4 separate regions of the Zea mays genome follow, and regions 2, 3 and 4 are each linked to region 1. A link is a contact called in public Hi-C data. All regions are on one chromosome and are shown on one strand. Each heading gives the region's core, a stretch centred on a gene start, on an enhancer-like site or on the middle of the called end of the contact. The rest is flanking DNA. Distances are from core to core; before and after follow the strand shown.

Region 1 (3,483 bases), core at 529-3,028:
ATCATATGAACTAGAAACATAAACATTAGCAAACACATTAGTCCACAGGTTATGTTGATCATCAAACACCAAAACCTTTTGAGCCAAACGACCCAGGGTCCATTTTCCTTACAAATGACATACGAAACTCTAAGTTTCACTAATATATCTCTAAGTTTCATTGTAACTTGTCATGACCTTATTTGTTGATCTATGAGTCTACAATACAACTAAGTCTATAATGTGTCACTAACAAAACAACAAACCAATATTGCCAATCGAAATCTATAACGTTACTAACACTAAAACATACCAGATCATGTGTGCTGGATGATCGATGGCGCGGACGTAATATGCTAGTGCCATAAAGAATGTTGCTCGTGTCGAGCGAGGCGCCCACGGTGGTTGTGCCCCTACTCCCATCCATCGCACTAGCCCCATTTGCAGCTTCCGCAGCAACACTCTCTAAGCTTTCGTAGCATGCCGATTTCATCCATGATACTTGCAGTGTTGGATAGCCTCCTGTCTGAAAAAAGCAACATAGTACAAGGAGGTTTCTAAAACCTGCAAAAACGACAACAATAGAAGAACAACACGATGGCTGACATACACCTTTGCACCTATCAATAACTATATACTAACTATATACAACTACACAACAATCTTTAAGCTAAAATTTGAACTAAAACTACATCAACAATCTTTAAACTAAAACTACAACAACAATCTTTATTTTGACTAAAATTTGAACTAACGATATATAAAATTTGAAAACAACAACAACTACATACTCACCTATCACGCATTGGCGACGGGGCGGAGGGCCGACCAGTGGTAGTGGTCGGCGCTGCCGGAGGCGAGGAAGGTGCGCCGGCACGGGTGGTCGCGGGCGCTGGCGGTGGTGAGGCGGCGACGCACGTCGAGATGACGGCGTCAGAGGGGAAAGAGTGGCGGCAAAACGAAAAGAAATTGCAACGGGCGCGAGGAGGAGAAGCGGCCACGGGTTTATACAATCGAGCTCGCCACCAAGATATGTTGCGCCGAGCTCGGTGTCACGTCGGCGCCACGACGTCCGAGCTGTGGCAGCGCGACACGTGACTCGGCTAGGGGTGGGCATTTTTTATCGTAAACCGAAAACCGAACCGAGCCAAAATTTCGGTTTTTTGAAGTTCGGTTCGATTTCGGTTTTTACATCTGAGAATTTCGGTATTCGGTATCGTAATCGGTTTTTATCGTATACCGAACCGAAATACCAAAAAACCGAATACCAAACTTTATGAATTCAAAATTTTGACTATTTGATTATGTGAATTAAATGTGTAATGCAATCAAATTGTTATTCACTTATTTGTATGTGATGTATGATATGTTTTTAAATATTTATACCTATATAATTTTTACTTTTTAAAATTATGTGTAATGTGTTGTCATGTACCCTTATTGAGTATAAGTTTGGTGTTCGTTTTTTACCAAAACCGAAACCGAACTTATCGTTTTTTATTTTTTTAGAAAACCGATCGGTTTCTAATATTTAAAAAACCGAAGTTTTTGAAAACCGAAAAACCGAACCGAAGTTCCAAAAAAACCCGAATGCCCAGCCCTAGACTCGGCGCCATAGGATGTGGCGTCGAGCGGTGTTACCTTGACGCCATAGCTTGTGGAGCCGAGTAAATGGTCCAAAAATTAAATTAAGTCGTCTAAGTTTAAACGTGAAATTTCTCTGAAAAAAGGACCAAAATAAAAAAAATTTGGCCATATCAAGCACTTATGTGGACCGCAAAAAAAAAATTGTATTGACGTCAATTTGAACGAAGGGAAGACGAGGCTTTCCCAGGAGCCTTCTGCGGGCCCTCCGCGACTTCCTCACCTATCGGCTCCACCGGTCAATCCCAAAGCCACGAAAATTATAATCCAGTATATACTACAAAAAAGAGCAGCAGCCAAAATAATAAAAATAGAAACAAACTCGCCTTTTTTTCTCTCTCCTCCCACCCCGGCGCTCCCTCCCTCCCGCTCCTCCGCCGAGGTCTGTGATCTTCTGCCGCTCCTCCGATTGGATTCCTCCTCCTCCGGCGTTGCCCGGCCCCGCGCCACCGGGCTCCTCTCCTCTCCCGATCGGACCGGACCGCACCGCGCCGGGCGTGCCCTTTGGCGCTGCCGCCAAATGCCCGGCGCGCGCGGCGCTGCCGCCCCGCCCCCGCTGCCTCGCTGCGACACGGGTGCGGGGCGCGACGTAGGATTCTGACACCGGGGATCTTTGCGCGGTGGAGTTCTGGGCCCCTCCTCCGTGGACCGTGGCGGTGCCTCGATTAGCAAGCGGCGCGCGCCTGTCGCTCGACCGATCCTGCTCGCGCTTCCTCGGATTCCGATGCAATGCGCACCGCGGGCCGCGCGGCTCCTCTTCTGACCGATCTCGGAGGAGCTCTGAGGTATTGTCCCTGCCCACATTACTACGTCGTCTATCTTGCTGATCGCCTACAATACACAGTGGCGTGCCGTTTGTACTTTGGTACTGATTTATTTGGCCGCGTTACATAGTGTATATATGCTTGGGTTTTCAACTCAAGCATCAACGCTTTATTTCTCTGTTCTTTAGGTGCCAGCGTTATCGTTGTTTTATGCTTTTAAATTTAGCGAAGGACTTGCCATGTTGACACCGAACTACTTGCCCGGTTTTGGTCCAATATAGTTCATTATTATGTCAGATGGGGATAGGGCAGTGTATAAATGCATCACAGTTTTGAGATTGTCGACTAATTTTATCGTACTGTCATTCTATTGCAATATTTGTTGAGGAAATTCATGCTGCAAATGGAACACGGCCATTCTTTCTGGTGCGAGAATCCAAAGGAAAATTGTATGTTTGTTCAGGGTGCATTGAATTTTCCTGCTTCTTTTTGTTGGTTAGTTCGTTGTAACGAGTGCCTTTATCTCTTTCTAGATTTCTGTCGCATCAGATGAGGATGCAAGTATGAAGGTTTCTTTGAGGTGGTACAGTTTTAGCTGCCAATGGAGGACCCAAATAAAACGTTTTCTGACGTAGTTAAGCTTTTGACATCATGGCTGCCGCGACGCTCCAACCCAGATAATGTCTCCCGGGACTTCTGGATGCCCGATCACAGCTGTCGAGTTTGCTATGACTGTGATTCACAATTCACCATATTCAACCGCAGACATCATTGTCGTCGCTGTGGGCGAATTTTCTGTGGTAAGTGCACTGCAAACTCCATCCCAGTTTCAAGTGGCCCTGACAGAAATGTCGATGAGGGGGACAGGATACGTGTCTGCAACTTCTGCTTCAAGCAATGGGAGCAAGAAAGAGTCACTTCCCTCAAACCGGTGCTGCCGGTGCTCACCCCTTCCCTGTCTGAGACGAGTTTGTTCAGCACCAAGTCAGCTATCACCATCAATAGTGTTACCACAACGGCAGGCTCTTACTCTAATGGGAATTATCAGCATGTGAGCTGTGTTACCAGCACTAGTCCTCCAAAGTGTTGCCATGAC
Region 2 (3,483 bases), core at 371-2,870, 390 kb after region 1:
TAATTTTAGATATAGATAGATACCTATGATAACTTTGCGGGACTTTATTTTAAAAAATAGGTAAAATAAGTTGCACGGATCCGAAAACTAAAGCATGTGTATCTATCTAGATCTAAAATTGTTAATGAGTGCTATCTAGATCTAAAACTGTTAAATAGTGCTTTCTACTAGCAACCTTTTTATATTCTATTTTTGTTGGACTGTAGATCCATCATGGCTTATATGTTTGTTTCCTAGGTTTAGTTCAAGACCTTTTTCTCATGAGCACATATGAACCATGGTACACGTGTGTAGCCAATTGTTTTGGAATGTGCTATTAAAGGGTTTTTATGTGTTATTGTGTCCGTACATATGTTTGTATTTTAGGTAATGACTAGGGATCCTTAAACCAGAAGCACATATGCAACAAAAACAGTTGTAGTGGCTTTAGTTTTAAAAACAGTTGAAATAAGTTGCAAGGATCCAAAAACCAGAGGCCGTTACAACCGTTATTGTTGCATATGTGCCTATATATGGTCGAAATATCCCTTACTACCTGAAACACAAACATGTATGAACACGACAACGCATAAGAAACCCTTTAATAGCACGTTCCAAAATAATTGGTTACACACGTGTACCACGACCCATACATGCTCATGAGAAAAAAAGTAGATCTTGAACTAAACTTAGGAAACAAACATATATATGCCATGGTGGACCTACAGTTGAATGAAATTGGAATAGAAAAAGGTCGCTCATAGAAAGCACCGGTTAACAATTTTAGATCTAGATAGATACCCATGATAACCTTGTGGGGCATTACTAACTAAAAACTAGCTAGGTAAAAGAAGTCGCACGGATCCAAAAACTAGAGACCGTTAACCGTTATTGTTGCGTACGTGGCTCTAGTTGAAATATCCCATTAGTACCTAAAACGCAAACCATGTATGGACATGATAACGTGCAAGAAATGTTTCGGCAACACGATCCAGAGCTGTCGATTACACACGTGTACCTGAAACGCAAAACATGTACGAACATAATAACGCGCAAGAAACGTTTCGGCAACATGATCCAGAGCTGTCGATTGCACACGTGTACTACGGTTCATACGTCCACGAGGGAAACCGGAGATCTGAAACTAAACTTAGAAAAAAAACAATCATATAAGCCATGATGAATTTATAGCCTAACATACTAGGATGGGGAAAAAAGTCGCTCAAGAGGGATAGAGACCCTTTTTCAAGGAGATCAGAAGCTATATATTGCCTGGATTTATAGAGCACAAATAAACATCTAGATATGGATGAATATGAACCAGCTACTATACTGTGGTAGAAATTCGTTCTACGCACGCACGGATCCATCGAGAGCGGCAGAAGTGTTTCTCATGTATATTACCTTGTTGGTTGCGGTGCAAGAGGAACCTATGCAAGACATGTTGCCGTGCTGCTGGAGAGTGTGTTCTCTCGATCTCACAGCTCACTAGCACAGTCGTAGCATCTATGTATCTTGTGTTTTACTACTGGTTCCTCTCTCTCGCCGGAGGAAATCTGGAAAGCTGAGCCGCGCGATGGGGCCAAGATAGAGGATGATTATAAATAGGGAAACTCAGAAGGGGGAAATATAATGGCTTTTGTTTAATTAATAACACAACATAGTGTTAACGTGGCTATATCTCTCTCGTTTTAATTAATTTGTAAAAGAATCCTGAATCAGTTAATCACGGCCGTCGGTGAACTGACCTACCAACCAATCCAACGGTGTAGCCTCACGTACGCGACACCGTGATGTCGTGTGTGCCGCCGTTCCAACGAGCGGAGCCGGAGAGTGGTCAGGTCAGGTTTGATGACAGGACAGGACCAGCCAGAGAAGAGATGCCGGGCGGCCCATGCATATGCTCACGTTGAGCGCGAGGCGAGTCCGCGTGCTCGAGTTGAGCGTGAGCTAGAGCCGACGCCGTTGGTTGCAGACGCAGTTCGCGGGTGGCGCCAGCTTGGAGCCGCGCTGCTTGCGTTGCGCCTCAGCCGGTCAAGGCGTACGTTTCTACAGCGCTTTCTCTACTCATTCAATGTGCCCGGATGTCAGTTGCACTGCTTTTTAGCAGCGCTAAACTTTTGAATTCAGAGCGTGGTTTCGTCGAAGCACAGGTGATGAGAGAAAGGGGGACCGGTGGGGAAAATAATAAAAAAACTTGTGTTAAATATAGAATGGTATGTACGTTAAAGATAGAAAGTTAGATATAAAGTTGTATACGTTAAAAATAGAAAGTTACATATATTTATATAATAGAAAAGAGTTATGCTCTTACCACTATATAATCCATCAGTTTAAACTTTGCAAAAATCACACAACCAAATCACCCCATACTCATTATCCCCACTAAATTCACCTAACATATTGTACTCAAACTTAACACACTATCAAAATCAACGGTCCAGATAGTTGAATAACTCATCTCCCTTCCCCATGAACTACTTTATATGAATCATCCCTCATCCCTTCCCTTCCCTTCCCTTCCCTTCCCCCTCTCCTCACTTGCTCCACCGCCATCATCGATCATCTCCTCGGGATCGTGTGTAACACATGCTATATAGTAGTCATATGAAAGTTTAGGGTTCTGTCACTTAATTTAGGCACTGTTGAATTCAGAGCGTTGTTTCGTGGAAGCAGAGGTGATGAGGGGATGGGGGACCGGCCGGGAAAATAATAATAATAATAAAACTTGCGTTAAATATAGAATGGTATGTACGTGAAAGATAGAAAGTTAGATATAAAGTTGTATACGTTAAAGATAGAAAGTTACACATATTTATATAATAGAAAAGAGTTATGCTCTTACCACTATATAATCCATCAGTTTAAACTTTGCAAAAATCACACAACCAAATCACCCCATACTCATTATCCCCACTAAATTCACCTAACATATTGTACTCAAACTTAACACACTATCAAAATCAACGGTCCAGATAGTTGAATAACTCATCTCCCTTCCCCATGAACTACTTTATATGAATCATCCCTCATCCCTTCCCTTCCCTTCCCTTCCCTTCCCCCTCTCCTCACTTGCTCCACCGCCATCATCGATCATCTCCTCGGGATCGTGTGTAACACATGCTATATAGTAGTCATATGAAAGTTTAGGGTTCTGTCACTTAATTTAGGCACTGTTGAATTCGGAGCGTTGTTTCGCGGAAGCAGAGGTGATGAGGGGATGGGGGATCGGCCGGGAAAATAATAATAATAATAAAACTTGCGTTAAATATAGAATGGTATGTACGTGAAAGATAGAAAGTTAGATATAAAGTTGTATACGTTAAAGATAGAAAGTTACATATATTTATATAATAGAAAAAGTTATGCACTTACCATTATATAATCCATCAGTTTAAACTTTGCAAAAGTGTAATACCCAAAAGCGTAAAAGTGAAGATAGAGATGAACTCAGTATTTTGTGACCTTTATGCACCATCACATGTGAACACCATAATTAAAAAA
Region 3 (3,483 bases), core at 500-2,999, 330 kb before region 1:
CCCCATCTTCTTTTCTTCTCCACGGGATTCCCACTCCCCTTCTGGTGCAAGGTTAGGACGAGCTACAAGTGTCGATGGATCCATGGATACGCCGTCGGCCAGTACTACCTAGTAGCAGCAGGCCACACCCGCACATAGATGCAGCAGCACGCTGGCGGTTGGTGCTTTTGCTAGGAGGACGGACGGGCAGCGGCAGGACCAGCCAAACACTATCTATCCTCCTGGCAGCTCTGCTTCTTTGGGTTTGGACTTCCAGCAGCAGAACCCAGTAAAGGACATGGACTGGACGCGTCCTCGTTGATCTCTCTGAAATCAGTTCTCTTTGAACAAGCATCACAACAAGTTCATCTGAAGCTGAACTAGACGCGAGTGTGCTTCATGCCTTTCTGGCTGCAGCAAGTCGTCATGGTCACCTTCTCTTTTTATGGCAATATTTCTTGATGAGCAGAGCACCACAACAGTTCATCGAATGCTTGTAGAGAAGAGGAGGTTTCTCAACACCAACAACGTGGAGCGGGATGGATTTGAACAAGAATGTTATTCCTTTTTGCCAGAGCAGACAGATGAGAAAACAAAAGGGAAGCAACAATCCTTGGAAAACTTGCCATCATCCCTCTCCTTCCCTCCTGCTACTATGCTACAAAACATCTCATCCCGCCCACCATCCTCATGATGCCTCCTCTACCAAAGAGGAGGAGAGGAGGAACAAAGTTTCCCCCACCCACCCATTTCTCTACACAAACACACCCACCCTTATTTCTCGTGCTTCCTTTTTTTTTAGTTTTGTCATGTTTATCTTACAGCGTCCGCCGGTTCCTCCAGCTGGATTTTTTTTTTGTTTCGTCACTAGACTAGACGGAACGACGGATCCGCACCGCGCGCCCATCATGCGACGACGATGCCGGTGGTGAAGAAGATCTGCCCGCCGCCGCTGCACGGCGAGCCGGCCACCATCTCAGCGGCCGACTTCCTGGGCACGTCGGCGGCCGCCGCGCGGCGCTTCCGCTCCTTCTCCTCCTCCGCCTCCCGGAACTCGTCGCTCACGATGGCGTGGTACCGGCACTCCATGCTGCAGAAGGCGCGCTCCCCGCGGTACATGAAGACGTCCTTCCCGTCCAGCGCCCGGCGGCACATGTCGCAGCACGAGAGGAACTCCGCCACGCGGAACGCCGCTCCACCGCCGCCGCCGGCCCGGCCGGACACCGGGCCGCCGCACAGACTGGTGGCGCACCGCCCGCTGCACGCGAGCTCCGATACCTCCAGCCGCGCCGCGCGCCGCGGGATGGACACCCGCGGCGCGGCGGCGGCGCCGGCGCCGGGCAGCGGGCCCTCGGCCTCCAGCGCCGCCAGGATCCCGAGCCCGACGCCTCCGACGGCGTCGCGGTGGCGCCACCCACGGGGCGACGCGCGGTCCAGCGGGCTCGTCGGCGACGGAAGGCCGTCGTGCTTCCACTGGGGGATCTCTAGTTTGCGCGCCATGCTCCTCGCCTTCTCCACTATGCCTCGCTGTTGGAAACGGAAGAAGAGGGGAGGGGAGGAGGTTCGCGCTGGCCGTGCGCCCGTGCCCGTGCTCCGGTGTCCTTGGCTGGCAAGCTGCTCCTCTATGCGGACCAGAGGAGGAGATCAGGAGAGGTTGGAGGGCGAGGAAGTGGGAGAGAGGGTGAGTGGTTTCCTGTATTTGTAGCCCCTGCAATGGCGGTTTCCAGCCTTCCTGTGGGTTTTCTTTTCCTGCTGATAGACCTTTTCTTTTATTTTCATTACTTTTTTCTGTGTGTATACGTGCTATCCCTTTCCCTTCTTGCGGTCCGGGTTATGACTATGTCCAATAGTCTTTCTATTTTAAAATCACTGTATAAATAATCTCTCTATATCAAAATAATAATCATTTTAACTCTAGATTTTATGTTCATATTCATATGAATAATTATGAACCTAGATATATATATATATATATAAAAACTATACATTAATTATTGTATGAATTAATTATTGTGTGAATCTAGTAATTTGGGACGTAGGGAGTAGTGTTTTACATATTAATTATTGTATGAATTAATTATTGTGCAACGGTCACCGTATTAGGTGGCTAGTTCTTTTTTTCGGGTGGGCACCGGACTGTCCGGTGACCTCTCCTAACTGTTGATGAGCTGACGTGGTTAGCGTTGATCCCGCTGTCGACCGTTGGGTCGCCTAAGAGTTGTTGGTCGTCTGCCACTGGACATGTCTGGTGCACACCGGACTGTCTGATGAAGCCCAGTCTAACCTAAGTTTGGCTCTTTTGAGCTGAACTCCTTCATTTTTTCTCGACTGTTTTTGTGAGGTTCTCTAACACTTAGACAAACATAGTTAGCCACTGGAACAATCGACTAAATGATGGGTTCATACCCCCCTTCACTTCTTTTCTCTAGGATTTATGTTTTACCTCAAACAGAGCTCCAAATGACACTTTCTCTATAAACATGGTTTAGAGAGCAAAACTAAAGTTCCATATGCATAGTAGAAGGTGTATGCAACATTGCTTCTTTTGGCCTGTTTGAGGTCGATGTTGGATTCCAAAACTCCAAGTCTCCAAGACTTGATCTAGATTGCTATCTAGGAGCTCTAACACTCTGCAAAGGTCACACAGAACATATCCAAACACAAGAACACCCCAACTAAAAGTCAGAAAGAACTTAGCTCTTTTGGGTTGCTTCTAAGTTCTGGATTTGACATTACTCCTCCTTCTAGCGACCTTGCTTTACATCTTCAACTTGATCTTGAGTCTTATGACTTACACTGCATAAATATAGATGTTTCCTCATTGGTTGTAAGTCACATACTTAGATAGTGATCCTCGATTTACCATAGCTCTTCTCAACTCAATCAACCTTGACTTTGCAAGTCTTCTTCTTTACCCTTGGCTTTGGGTTCCTCAGCCTCCTTGACCTTCTACCGTGCACTCGGTACCTCGAAGCTCTTCTTGTTTCCATCCTTGGCTTGATCAGCTGTCTCTAAGATATGATCGCGGAGACTCACTTAAGCATTATTCTTCACTCGTGATGTCCACAACCATAATCAACTCAACATTTGGACCATAACTCTTGAACACTTGTGTTGAACTTTACAAGCTCTATACTAAGAACATGTCCAATACGTAACAGACCTGTCAGCCCTTTAATTGGGTTGTCATCCAAATCACCAAAACCCACAAGAGAGCTTTCAAGATCCTTACGAGGACTTAGGTTCTTTGATTGAGTAGAAAGAGAGGGCTCGAGCTTGATCTTTGGAATCATTCGAGGGGTTGAAAGAGACCCATCCTTAGGTACGCATCAACGAAGATGTGGGTTCCATTTGGAAGCCGAACTCCGGTAAATAAATCGCTCGTGTCTTTTGTGTTGTATCGCTTATGATTTATTTTCCCCTTCTCCCTCCTAAGTTCTCTTGCTTGTGTTTGTTTCTAAATCATTTGTCTAGCTCCCAAGTTATTATGCAATCATAATCGTC
Region 4 (3,483 bases), core at 371-2,870, 280 kb before region 1:
TTTTTAGAATGGAGCCGTTCTATTCTCCGTTTGGCAAGCAGAACAGATCAACTCTATTTTTTATTTGGTTGAATAGTAGAATTGAACGGAGTCCCTCTGTTCTTTGTTTGGTTGAAGAGCCATATGAGTGTAGAGTCGAGAAGAAGAATGACAGCGCTCGCGTCCGAGAGAGCGCTCACATCCGACTATTTTGATAGAGTGAGAACACTTCAACTATTTATGATAAATTTCCATATGAAGACTCTAGAAACCGCTTCGCTCATCTTTTGTTAGAAACCAAACATCCAAAAAATTAGAATAGAGTTGCTCCATTCTCCTTCACTTCTCAACCAAACATACCCTTAGTCTCCCTAGATTATACGCAAAGCTTGGATTGGTATGGTGCCACTTTGCAAACAAAACCAGGTACTGATGCTCTGAGCTAAATAAAATGCCACTTGACGGCCCACTGATTACAAGTAGTAGCTTGTTGTTAGAGTCCAACTGGTGAAGTGGGACATGATTATTTGACGACTCAGCTCGCCCGATCTCCTTAGCAGAGCAAATCTGCAGACGCAGCGCATTGGAAAATAAAAGTAACACTTGTTTGGGACGCTGACAGCTCCCACTTGCATGTTGTATATATATGTAGAAGAATAGATTAATAGTAATTTGTACGGGGTCGCTGCGTATGATGGCCACCGGATCATCAACTGGAGACTAATATATTGAATTCAGGTCTCCCATCATGGTGGATGGATGGCTTACGGGGAGCTGGCCGGCGGTTTGCGTGATGGAGCTCCGTGTATTGATTTCATACAACATGCCTTATTCTATCTCTGTATCAGCCTACGGCTTAATTTAATCTGAAATGTGATACTATTATATTGTCTATATATGTATTTTTTAAACTATGTATGCGTGCTAAATCAAGTGTTGCCTGGTTTCTCAAGTGCTTCGTATTACATGCAGCCGTACTATCGAAATGATGCTGACATCCAAGAAATGTTTCTATATTTTCTAAGTCATGCCTGCAGTACGTGATGACAAGAATATAACTGCCTTTTCCTCTATCCTGTAACATCCATCTAACTGATTCCATTCCATGGCATATCAATCAAAGCAAATAAATAAAAAAATACAATTTAATGTTAATTTCCAATGATAGATAGATAAGAAAAAGCATCCTAAGTTTTTCTTTAGCCAAGCTTGCGATGGATCGAGTACTGCAATGTAAAAGTTGAGTGAGTGCTTTCTCTGTTTCGTTACTCGAAATGCCCGGGTTGTGAGGGACCATAATCATCATCATCATCATCCCTGAAATTCTTAACGAAAACACTAACCGTTTATATACATCGATTGAAGTGCACAGGCTCGTATTATTTTATTTAGTTCGGCCGGCGGTTTATGGGACGTGTTGAAATCTCACTCCTTTTTTCTTCTTTTCTTTCACTTCATAAAATCGATGATACACTAGCTTCTTCTCTAGTGGAGCTTATCGGCTGCAAGTACAACAACCAGTCCAAAATCGGCCCATATAAATTATGGGCTTTTGTTGAATGATGAAGTTATGCCCAGTTTCGAATGCGCTCGCTTTGCTGGAGTATTCATTTGCGAGTATGGGCCTCCCCGCTACAACAGCCCAGTCGTTCGTGCCACTATTCGATGTTCTTTGCTTGATGCATGCACAAGGGTTCTGCCACTGCTCATCCTATATGGGAAATGACTCAAAGATTCATTCTTGCGTCTCTTATCTCCCAGACCGTTTTTTTTTTGTAATTTAGTCCTTTTTACGAAAAAAATCACATTTAATCCCCAAAAAAAGTATTTCTGTTTTTGTACCTTTATATCGGCGCCATAAGTGGTGTTCCCTATCAGACTAGATATCTTGTTTGGAGAAAGGAGAAATGAGAGAGGACAATACTCAGTGCTCCCCACTGTAGTAGGCGGTGAAGTTGATGGCTGTGTAGTGAAATGGAAGTCGTAGAGGGATTTATTCTTTTCAACAGATTCAAGTTAGGTTCCGTTTCCCATCTTTTTGTCGCAGGTAAGAATTTTTGGGGGCAGTTCCAACTTTGGAAAAAACAACCTATATTTAAATAGATATTCTCATGACTCGTCTAATCATATTACATCTCTTAAAATTTTAGGAATTCTCATAAATCATGTACTGTAGGGGTTTTCTAGGCAGTTAACAGAACAAAGCTTACGGTGAAAACAGAGGCAGTTAACAGAACCAAGCTTTGGAATAGTAAAAGGAGTTCCGGACGGAAAATCTAGTAAGTCCTAGTAGAGCAGTTTTCTCTTTTTTTAAGAACAAAAGAAAGATAACTCAGAGAGCATATGGTACAGAGGGAGAAAGATGGCAGTCAAGGTATGTTCATTATGCGAGTGACGTCGTAGTCGTCGCTGTGACTTGAGCAATTACATGGCTGACTTAGACATCCGTGGCAGGCAGGCAGGCCGGAGTGGGAGGTCGGATATTAGACCTCGGCGCCACTCTTGGCGCCGAGATTTGTCACGTCAGCTGTCAGCTCGGCCTGCACACGCCAGCACGGCCAGCACCTCGGCGTCATAGGCTGTGGCGCCGAGCAGTATTATCTCGGCACCTGTCACACCCGGATTTAATGGACAAAGTCGGGTGCATCTCATACATGCGCCAAAGAAGACAACATATATAATACCATAGTGTATAGAGATAAATGTCACAATATAATAAGAGTACTTATTATATAGCGGAAGTCTTAAAAATAAAAGATAAATATAAAAGGATATAAAATCTATCTTTGGCGCTAGAAAGTCAACTGGGAGACGCCACCTATATCGAATCGAACTCCTCGATGTGTGGCTCCTCTTCAACCACCTGCTATTCTCCTGTGGGGGGTGTGAGACAGCAAGGGTGAGCTCACACATGTTCATCGCTCAACAAGTTGTGGGGAATAATGTGGCATGAACTCACCAAAGGTAGGAGTTCATGTGTTGTGTAAGGCTGATCAATAAAATAAAGGTTGAAGCTGAGCATTGCTTTTATAAGTTGGTCAAAGTTTTATTAGCAATTACTAAGTATAAGTAAATACCAAACCTTAGTAATAATAAGTAAAAGTAATAATAAAATAATCCCAATGCGATGCAAATGACAAATTGAGTTTTAATTCCATAGATTAATCATGTGAGGGTCCGAGCCGCTCATGACCGTGAGCACGGCTAGTATACCAGTTTTACACTCTGCAGAGGTTGCACATCTTTACCCACAAGTCATGCTACCCATCTGCCAAGGGGTCATGAATCACATACACCTCTACCAAGGAAGCGAGGCAGGGTAACACTACGAGGCCTTTACAAAGTTCTACTAGCTTCAGAAAACCCACTACCATTTCTAGGAAGCTCCAATGCAGGGATCTCTCGCCTGACCGCCATCGTAGCAAAATCAATCCAAGGACCTCCCTACACTGACCACTCCCCTACTGCCCTTGCCCCTTTCGGGTAAGGTAGTCATCCACTAGC

The links. A called contact is a pair of places that touch in the nucleus more often than the background predicts.
Region 2: a Hi-C map of leaf shows a contact between it and region 1, with 6 times the contacts expected there. The contact joins the promoter of LOC103636044 here to the promoter of LOC103636073 in region 1. A contact is called at or near these places in 7 of 25 Hi-C or Micro-C datasets (bundle sheath, ear, endosperm and 2 more).
Region 3: a contact with region 1 is called in a Hi-C map of leaf, with 5 times the contacts expected there. The contact joins the promoter of LOC103636115 here to the promoter of LOC103636073 in region 1. A contact is called at or near these places in 3 of 25 Hi-C or Micro-C datasets (ear, leaf and tassel).
Region 4: a contact with region 1 is called in a Hi-C map of ear, with 3 times the contacts expected there. The contact joins the enhancer-like site here to the promoter of LOC103636073 in region 1. A contact is called at or near these places in 5 of 25 Hi-C or Micro-C datasets (ear and leaf).

What each region holds. Positions count from the first base shown.
Region 1 is chr1:70,092,045-70,095,527 of Zm-B73-REFERENCE-NAM-5.0, reverse strand. LOC103636073 (1-phosphatidylinositol-3-phosphate 5-kinase FAB1B) reads left to right here and starts at 1,778. Exons shown (of 12, transcript XM_008658432.3): 1 at 1,778-2,408; 2 at 2,921-3,483. The coding sequence starts at 2,989.
Region 2 is chr1:69,704,135-69,707,617 of Zm-B73-REFERENCE-NAM-5.0, reverse strand. It overlaps LOC103636044 (PLATZ transcription factor family protein), which reads right to left and starts at 1,620. Exons shown (of 4, transcript XM_008658404.4): 1 at 1,384-1,620. The coding sequence starts at 1,422.
Region 3 is chr1:70,417,473-70,420,955 of Zm-B73-REFERENCE-NAM-5.0, reverse strand. LOC103636115 reads right to left here and starts at 1,749. Exons shown (of 1, transcript XM_008658482.2): 1 at 520-1,749. The coding sequence starts at 1,479. The coding sequence ends at 886.
Region 4 is chr1:70,374,053-70,377,535 of Zm-B73-REFERENCE-NAM-5.0, reverse strand. No RefSeq gene overlaps it. Among protein-coding and RNA genes, the nearest start is that of LOC103636105, 39 kb to the left of the region's middle. Within about 2 kb of position 1,620, at least 16 of the 20 cell types and tissues checked have an H3K27ac peak or open chromatin away from gene starts, as enhancers often do. A contact at or near this core is called in ear and leaf, where this site is marked.